3 separate regions of the Zea mays genome follow, and regions 1 and 2 are each linked to region 3. A link is a contact called in public Hi-C data. All regions are on one chromosome and are shown on one strand. Each heading gives the region's core, a stretch centred on a gene start, on an enhancer-like site or on the middle of the called end of the contact. The rest is flanking DNA. Distances are from core to core; before and after follow the strand shown. Region 1 holds the start of LOC100278365. Region 2 holds the start of LOC100383629 (pentatricopeptide repeat family protein). Region 3 holds the start of LOC103641394 (anaphase-promoting complex subunit 7).

Region 1 (2,758 bases), core at 102-2,601, 570 kb after region 3:
GCTTTAAACCTTCATGATACAAACTAGTCACAACTTTAAACATTTCATGCCAACAAGATCATGGATGGTGTTTTTTTTCCTAGAGAAAAGCTAGAATGAGAAAAGACCTAACTCAGCATACATATCAGGATAGTATCGTATAGACACGTATATGATACTATATCACACAGCCGTTCAATTTCTAGAACAAATGCAGATTGATCTGTGAATATGCATGTCTCATATTTTACTAGGTTAGATGGACTGAATCCCGTGAAACAAACAATTTATTCAACAAGTTTCTGCATGAATATCATCCCAAATTCAATAATCACTCTCGTTGATAAAAAAAATGCAACCAACAGTTAAACAGAAGTGAAATAGAAACTATTTGAATCAGATCCACTCCGTTATTCACATCAAAATAATTGTTGCTTGATCTATAAAAGCAGTAGGAACATTGTTTACCCATCAATTTCAAGTACACAGTAACAAGAACAACAGTACAGCTAGAATTGAGCATGTGAGTGTTGTTGATACCTCGTTGAGCTCTCTCTGCCGCGGCTTTCTGCTCGGCAGCAAGAGCCAGCTCAGGATCCACCCCGAAAGCTTGGGCGTAGGTGTTGTCTATCGGCGAAAACACCGCGCGGCGGTACGCCAAGAACAGCGCGGCCATCTCCATCCCAGGCACGGTGCGCGCGGCTTTTTCCGCCGCGTCTCGCTGAGTCACGGCGGCGTCCAGCAGGTAGTTGAGCGCCTTCCGCGGCACGAATCGCTGCCGTGCGGCCCGGATCTGGTCGAGTTGGTAGTCAGCGTCGGTGTCGAATGCCGGGACGTCGACCAGGAAGAAGTTGCCGTCGCTGGGGTGGGGACGGAAGGCGTCAGGAATGTCGCAAGGGCAGAGCAGCGCCAGCGCGCTGCGGCGGGCTACCTCGTCGACGGCCTCGGCCACGGCGGCGGCAAAGCTGCTGCGGGAGCTGCCGCCCTGGGCCGCCTTCTCGGTGAAGTGGTCCTCGAAGGGGACGAGCTCGCTGGGGTCAAACCACCCATAGCTCGAGTCACCGAAGAAGGCGACGAGGACGAGCCCGTCGCGGTGGCCGCGGTGTACCTCCTCGTCGTCGGTGAGGCTGACGCTGTAGATATGGCCAGGCCACCACGGATGGGACTTCACCTTGGCCCAGACCATGTCGCCGAACCGGGGGCCGCCGTTCGCCCATGCGATGCCGCGTCCGGCAGCAGGAACCATGGCGCCTCCAGCGGCGGGGTCGGACATCCTGTGGAGGGGAACCGAAAACCTAGATTTGGATGCAGGGTCGATTGGTCTGGGCTTGGGTTTGGGTTCCGGAGGAGGGTGGCCTGGGATCGGTGGAAGGAGGGACATTGTTGGTAATTTTTATTATTTTATAACTAGTGCGTTACGCGCGCGCCTGCGCGCGTAATTTTTTTTTTATACCAACAACGCAGTAGCAGTAGTACTACAAATTTAGATTACAATAAGTAGCAAGTTACATTGAGCTAGCATAATTTAGTGTCCAGTAATAATATATCTGAAGAGTTTACATAGGCATGTATAGTTGTACAAAGGTTCCAACAGGGGAGTCATATGTACATAAAAGTCTACTAACCAGAAGTGACAGTTTTCCTTGCATACACACATAGTTGTAGAAAGGCTTCAACATCAGGTTAATATATACATAAAAGTCTTGTGACCAAAAGTGATGGAGCCTTTTTTATGTGTGCAAGGTGCAAATGAGTCTGTTGATCAAAAGTGGCCTAGCTTTTCTTGCATAGACACCGTTTTAGGAAGGTTTAAACACCAGACTAATATGTACATAAAAGTCTCAGGACCAAAAGTGATACAACCTCATACCTGTATATAAATGAGAGTAGTATGTTAGTATAGACAACACTAAAGATTTTAATGCAATATCAGGATTATATAAGAAAGAACATTATTTAAAATGATAGAAACAGTAACATATTATATATCTATTTTCTCTTTCCCTTACTCCCCGACAAAGAACATTATTTGAAATGATAGAAACCCTAAACCCCAAACGACCCCTAGCTCCCCCGGGCTCGCGTGTTTTCTTGGCCAGAGGGGATCGGCACGGTGGAAGGATGACGTGGCAACTTCGTCGTTGCCGGCACGTCGGATGGAAAGATTGAGACATTCCCTTGCTTCAGTCCAGTAGCGATCCATCTTACACAACATGCCCTTTTTAAAAAGGTTTTTTACACTCCCATGTTGGAGCTCTAGAATCTTTGGATCCGCAGAACTTTATTATTGCCATTTTTTTTCCAGAATTATCTGCAACCCAAGATACCCTCCAGGCCTTCAATAAGCACTATAAGAGATACACCACTAATAATTAATTATAGCACCGGTTCTGAGTTTTCTATGACCTAGCGCGAGACTTAAAACCAAAGCCCCTGATACAAATATCCTCCTCATCATCATATTTAATAAAATAACACAAGAACTAAAGAAGTGTCGTTTTTGCAGCGTCCACCATACTTTTAGCTGGGTAAAAAGTATGGCAGACTTTGTACATGAAGTAGTGATAATCACCATATTTTAAAAAGTGACTAAAATGTTTGCTTGGAACACCAGTGTAGACTGAAGCTTAACATGCAACGATTCACTTTATTTGAAAAAAAAAGGTTCCAACCAGATCTAACCTAGTAGAAACTGTTGTGTTAGATAATTAAGGTATTGTTTGGAAGCAACCTAGTTTTAAAGAAACCAGTTTTTATTTTATTAGGTAGGAGAGCCTAG
Region 2 (2,757 bases), core at 108-2,607, 850 kb after region 3:
TGGACTCGTTCACCCATCGGTTCCCTTCCAGCAAGTGGCCGATGACAATGCAGCTGCAGAGCAGCGCGATGAAGATGTTAATCGAGACGATGGCGTCGTGATCCGAGACCGAGAGCCCGCCGGATTTGAGAAGAGCTCCCAAACCCAGGCCCATGTCGCCACGCCAGGAGATCCACCGCAGCGCAAAGCAACCTGGTAGCAGACATGGAGGTCAGATGGCCGCTCACAGTCACAGCACAGGACGTAGCATGGCCACACTTTGCAGGATGCAAGGAAGGAACTCAATTATTGCTTGAACAGTGCAGTTTTGGTTAATTAAACCAGCAGAACACTTGTTTTTTTTTTGTTCTAATCACCAAACAAGAGACAAGTTGAAAAAAGATAAACCGGGATGCAGAAAAGATTCAAGCTAAGCAGCATCGCGGCTACCAGTAAAGCACCCGCAATTAAGCCACGGATTAGCGGGAAGGAGCTGCAAATCCAACCAAGAAATGAACCTGTACGGCTGTGCCAACCCAAGTCAGAAGGCGCCGGCTGCGTCCGGGGATCTGAACCGCGGGGGAGAAGATCTGGACGCCGGTTTCGCGTGGGTTCGGTGGGTGATCCGCGGAGAGGGGGAGGAGGAGTGGTGGAGTCCCGCGCTGGCCATGAGGCTGAAAGCGAGGCGGAACAAACGAACCAAGGAAAAGAAAAACCCACGCGCGAGGGCAGGGCGGGCGGTCAAACGCCCACTCTCCGCCACGCGACGGCGCGAGGAAGGAGGCTCGTGTCCATGACGTGTGGGGATCGGGTTGTTTGGGCCCCGCGTGTCGGTAGCAGTTATTGGAAGCCACGCTGCGTGCTCGGGAGGGAGGGAGGGATCTCCGGAGGCAGGCCGACGTGGCTGGCAGGATGCGTGGGAGGACCGACCAGCTTGGGTGGACGACGTGGGCGCTCGTCTTTTTGGTGGGGACCACAATGACAGTGCCAGCACGGCAACGGATAAAGAAGGAGCTGAGCGGCCTTGTCGCTGCTGGTCAAGGAGAACAACCTGAACGACCACAGTGGTTTCTCTGATGTATTTTTCTGTGCAAAACTGTATGCTCTGAATTTGTAGGCGCCGGTTAGATCTTTTGAATTGAATTCCATTCTACTAATAATAATTTAGATATAAATCAATTAAGTTAATATAGTTTTATATAAAATATATCTTCTGTATATTATTGTTGACCACCTGAGAAAATATTTACGTGTTATATTTTTACCATAAAAAACATTACAGAGTAAAAATATTTATGTGATACCTTTTTATTCACCTATGCTTGTTCCGTTTCGAGTTTGTTTGTCGGTCTGAAACGATCGACAACGAATGACTGAATGAGAGATGTGTGGTCCCCGCCCCTCAGCTACGCCCACCTCAGCGGCCTCCTCGCGCGCTGCGGCCGCGCTGGGGACCTCCGCCTCGGCACCTCGCTGCACGCCATCGTCGCCAAGAACCCCAGCCACTTCCGCCTCTGCCCACGCCGTTCCTGCCTGCAGCACGTGGTCGTGGTATGGAACTCCCTCGTCGCCATGTACGGCCGCTGCGGCTGCCGCGGGGACGCCGTCAGGGTGTTCGACGAAATGGCCCTCCGGGACTCCGTGTCCTGGAACTCGCTCCTCTCCGCCTCCGCTTCGGCCACGGATGCGCTCGCGCTGCTCAGGCGGATGCTGAGCGCCGCGCCAGGCGCCGCCGCGTGCGACCACGCCACGCTGACCACCGTCCTGTCCGCGTGCGCGCGCGCTGGCGGGGGCACGGGCTCCGCGTCGCTCCCCGCGGTACACGGGCTGGCGGCGTCGTGCGGGCTCGACGCTGAGGTGTCCGTCGGGAACGCGCTGATCACCGCCTACTTCGAGTGCAGCTCCCCGGGCTCTGCGGAGCGTGTGTTCGACGGCATGGCGGACAGGAACGTCATCACGTGGACGGCGATGGTCTCCGGGATGGCTCGGGCAGAGCGATATAGCGAGAGCCTGTCTCTGTTCCGGCAGATGAGGCGCGCGGTGGACGCCAACAGGGCGTCGTACTCGAGTTCTTTGCTAGCATGTGCCGGATCACGCGCCGCCAGGGAAGGGCAGCAGATTCACGGGCTTGCCGTCAAGGCTGGGCTGGAGACTGATCTCCATGTCGAGAGTGAGCTCATGGACATGTACTCCAAATGCGGGTTGATGGAGGATGCGCTGAGGGTGTTCCGCTCCGGCCAGGATCCTGACGAAGTTTCCTTGACGGTGATTCTTGCTGGGTTTGCTCAGAACGGACTGGAGGAGGAGGCGTTCAGGTTGTTCGCTGAGATGGTCGGGAAAGGAATCCGCGTCGACGCAAACATGGTTTCTGCAGTCCTGGGTGCCTTCGGTGCTTCGGCGCCGTTTGCTCTTGGGAAACAGATCCACGCGCTGGCCATCAAGAGATGCTTCGGAGGGAACACCTACGTCTGCAACGGCCTGATCAATATGTATTCCAAATGCGGCGAGCTACAGGAGTCTATCCGAGTGTTTGACGGAACGCCCAGCAAGAACACGGTCACGTGGAATTCCATCATCGCTGCGTATGCCCGGCACGGCCATGGTTGGGAGGTTTTTGGGCTGTTCGAGTCCATGGAAGCCGATGGCGTCAAGCCCACCGATGTCACGTTCCTGTCACTGCTCCACGGATGCAGCCATGTCGGGTCACCCAGGAAGGGACTGGAGATACTGGACTCCATGCCATCGAAGTATGGAATCCATCCGAAGGTGGAGCACTAC
Region 3 (3,048 bases), core at 297-2,796:
ACAGACTACAGCTGTACGGCTATTTCTTGATATTCGATAAAGCTTCCCTAACATCATATTCATTTTCAGTGTTCTCACTTTTGAAGGAATACCTTCCATCTGTATAAAGCATATATATCACATCATCCGTATTCGTAAAACAGGATAATACAATGGAAAATGAAGATTAGAAATAACTAAACGAAGAACAGTAACCTCATGAAGTGCTTCACGGTGCTCACATAGAGCAGAATGGCAAAGAGCAATCTTGAACTTCACCTGCAACAGCACAGCAAAACTGAATGAGATACTTGTTACCTGTGATGTAAATATTAAATAGATGTCAACATTAAAATGCAAGAGTGCCATGTTCAGCCATTCACACCTCATTTTCATTGAATGATAAGAGATTTGAAGAGTTTGGAGAAGGTGACCGGCCTGTGACGGATACTGAACTTCTGGTGTTACTTGTTGCTTGCCTAGGGATACTTCTACTATATTGCATAGCTTGCTTGTACGCATTCTGCCATGGAAGATAGAGAAATTAGAAACAGATATATCAGCAATCGATGTGTTTACTTCTGAAACTTGTAGGCCAATCATGGGTTGTTGTTTTTTTTGGAAATATTACCAGTGCCCTGCGGAATTCTTTCTCTCCATACAAAGCATCCCCATGCTGGACCTACACGGTAGTCCAACAAGCAAATCAGCTCTCCCCACCAATAAGAAATAATAATAATGGGCCCTGTAAAGAACAGAACTGGAATTGGGAAATGCAGTTGTGCAGGATAATCCGTGCATTGACTATCAAGAAACTAATCTGTGCATTGACTGCCAAGAAACAAATCAACCGGTTTAGTTTCCGCAATGTGGCATCAGATGTAGGCAGGAAGTGGAGTTGACAGAATCATAACAAAAAGTTAGACCAGATTAGCACCGCGTGCGGAGCTGCTGCTCAGGAAACCTTGAGCTTACCAGGCTTTCCACCTTCATGGACATACCAGCATCGTTGCCCGCACCAGCTGACGACACAAGGAAACACCCCTGCAAGTGTAGGAGAAGAGTAAAACTGAGTAATCACTGCGAGTCTGCGACGGAAAAGTCGGCCATCACCCAGTGCAGCAACCCAAACCCGCTCGCACACGTCGCAGGCAAGAGGTTTAGGCCTGCCCCACACGCGCCCGGCGAACCCCGAAACCGCTTCTGCTCGCCCCGAAACCCTATAGATTCAAACGCAGAGAGGATGGAAGGGGGTGCAGGATCGCCGCACGTACCAGCGTTTGGGCGGGGCCGAAGAGGCCGGCGTCGAGGAGCGCCGCCATGGACTCCCGCGCCGCATCCATGCCCGGCGGCGAGCTCTGCCGAGGGAATTTGAAACCGGAGCTCGTGCGGGGATTTTGGTTTTCGATGGGTTGGTTTGATTTGCTCTTTCAACAACAGTCGCAGTGGAATTGATTACTAGAGACGGGAGTAGAGAGAGAAAGGGGATTTGAAATGAAAGCCATGGAAGAGTAGCTGGGCTTGTGCTCTTTCTAGACCAATTTAGGCCCAACATGTTCTCTTTTTCGGTTTTTCCCCTCACGCCCAGAACAACAGATATAAAATCCTCTCCGAGCGAGAAGCATAGCAGTTTTGATCTAAATTTTAATTTGAGAGGTTATTTGGATCTTTTATTTGCATAATGAACTGCGTTATTTGGTCTAGAAATTAACGTTCCATAACTTATTCAAATTCACATATAAGTATCTCAAATTTATAGTGTAGGACTTAAAAGTTAATTCTATAAATCATTATACTGTATTTTTCTAGTATACAACTTATAGCATCGCTATCCAGCTCTCCCTTAACTCCTTAAGAAACTAGTTAGATACATGTATTTTGCTATGGTTTTTATATATCACATAGGTAAACTTTATTTTATATTATGCTTGAGCGTACAATATAAAATTCAAAATCCACAATCAAGGTTTAAACCTCCATTTTTATACAACTACTTAGAGCATCTCCAACAACAAACCCTAAAATAGAGTCCTAAAATTTAAAATAGGATTATGTTTAGAATGTTTAGGGTCTCAAAAGAAATGTTTAATCCAATAGTCAGGCCTTAAATAATGTTATTTAGGAAATAAATTATGTTATTATGAAATAAATGGTTGGAGATTAAGTGGAAATAAGGATAGAGCTCTAGTATATGGGGGTATTATATTTAGGACCCGAGAGACCGAGCCCTATAATCATTTGATGAAATTTTATAAAATAAAGCCGTTGTTGAAAGGGTATTTTATGTTTTTAAGTCTTATATTTAAAATAAGATCATGTTTAGAGCCTCTCTTGGAGATGCTCTTAGTTGTATATACATTGCTATGTTTTTATACATCATGTAGATAGAATTTGCTTAAATAAGATATTTATTCAAATATGATTATATTTTTTACTTTTAAATTATTAGTATATATATTTAAAATATCGTTCATTTGTATAACGCAAACAGATGCACGATGTAGTGGTGAATAACGGATTCTAGCTTCTGAAGGTTGCGGCTTAAAATATTCCCCATCCATGTTTGAACTCTAGCTTCTAAAGGTTGCATGTTTGAATCTCCCCATGTATGTTTTCTTTTGTATTTCGGGCATGAGAGGAGGGGGAGAGGTATCGCACGCGGGACGTGGTGAGGGGAGGACCCACAAAGCGAGAAACACTTGTTTTATATTAGTAGAGAAGAGATTTTACCCTATTTTGCATAAAGTGGGAAAAACGATTGTGGAAACTGATTTATATAGTAAAAAAATGCAACACATAAATATCTCACTTATATGACCATCAGGATTCAACAGTACACAATTATAGTACAACCGTATTAACTTAATTAATTTTTGTCTAGATTATGATTATTAAAATGAATTTAAATTCAAAAGGATCCAAACCGGACCTCTTTTTTATTTGACGATGGCTAATACAACTAAAAAACATCAAATAAGAAAACGGAGGGAGTACTTGGAAACAATGACGCCCAAGAACAAAAAAAAAGGACAATGGGATGGAAGTTGGGCGTTCAAGATCACACAGTCC

The links. Hi-C and Micro-C count contacts between places; a contact is called where the count stands out from the background.
Region 1: a Hi-C map of an unstated tissue shows a contact between it and region 3, with 4 times the contacts expected there. The contact joins the promoter of LOC100278365 here to the promoter of LOC103641394 in region 3. A contact is called at or near these places in 4 of 25 Hi-C or Micro-C datasets (ear, leaf and an unstated tissue).
Region 2: a Hi-C map of tassel shows a contact between it and region 3, with 2.7 times the contacts expected there. The contact joins the promoter of LOC100383629 here to the promoter of LOC103641394 in region 3. A contact is called at or near these places in 3 of 25 Hi-C or Micro-C datasets (endosperm, leaf and tassel).

The regions. Positions count from the first base shown.
Region 1 is chr10:92,034,253-92,037,010 of Zm-B73-REFERENCE-NAM-5.0, reverse strand. It overlaps LOC100278365, which reads right to left and starts at 1,351. Exons shown (of 1, transcript NM_001346016.1): 1 at 1-1,351. The coding sequence starts at 1,252. The coding sequence ends at 311.
Region 2 is chr10:91,763,893-91,766,649 of Zm-B73-REFERENCE-NAM-5.0, reverse strand. It overlaps LOC100383629 (pentatricopeptide repeat family protein), which reads left to right and starts at 1,357. Exons shown (of 1, transcript NM_001176277.2): 1 at 1,357-2,757. The coding sequence starts at 1,357. It overlaps LOC100383429 (sodium/hydrogen exchanger), which reads right to left and starts at 729. Exons shown (of 15, transcript NM_001176080.2): 1 at 498-729; 2 at 1-192. The coding sequence starts at 154.
Region 3 is chr10:92,608,947-92,611,994 of Zm-B73-REFERENCE-NAM-5.0, reverse strand. LOC103641394 (anaphase-promoting complex subunit 7) reads right to left here and starts at 1,546. Exons shown (of 18, transcript XM_008664753.4): 1 at 1,254-1,546; 2 at 955-1,023; 3 at 611-661; 4 at 365-502; 5 at 196-258; 6 at 1-99. The coding sequence starts at 1,322.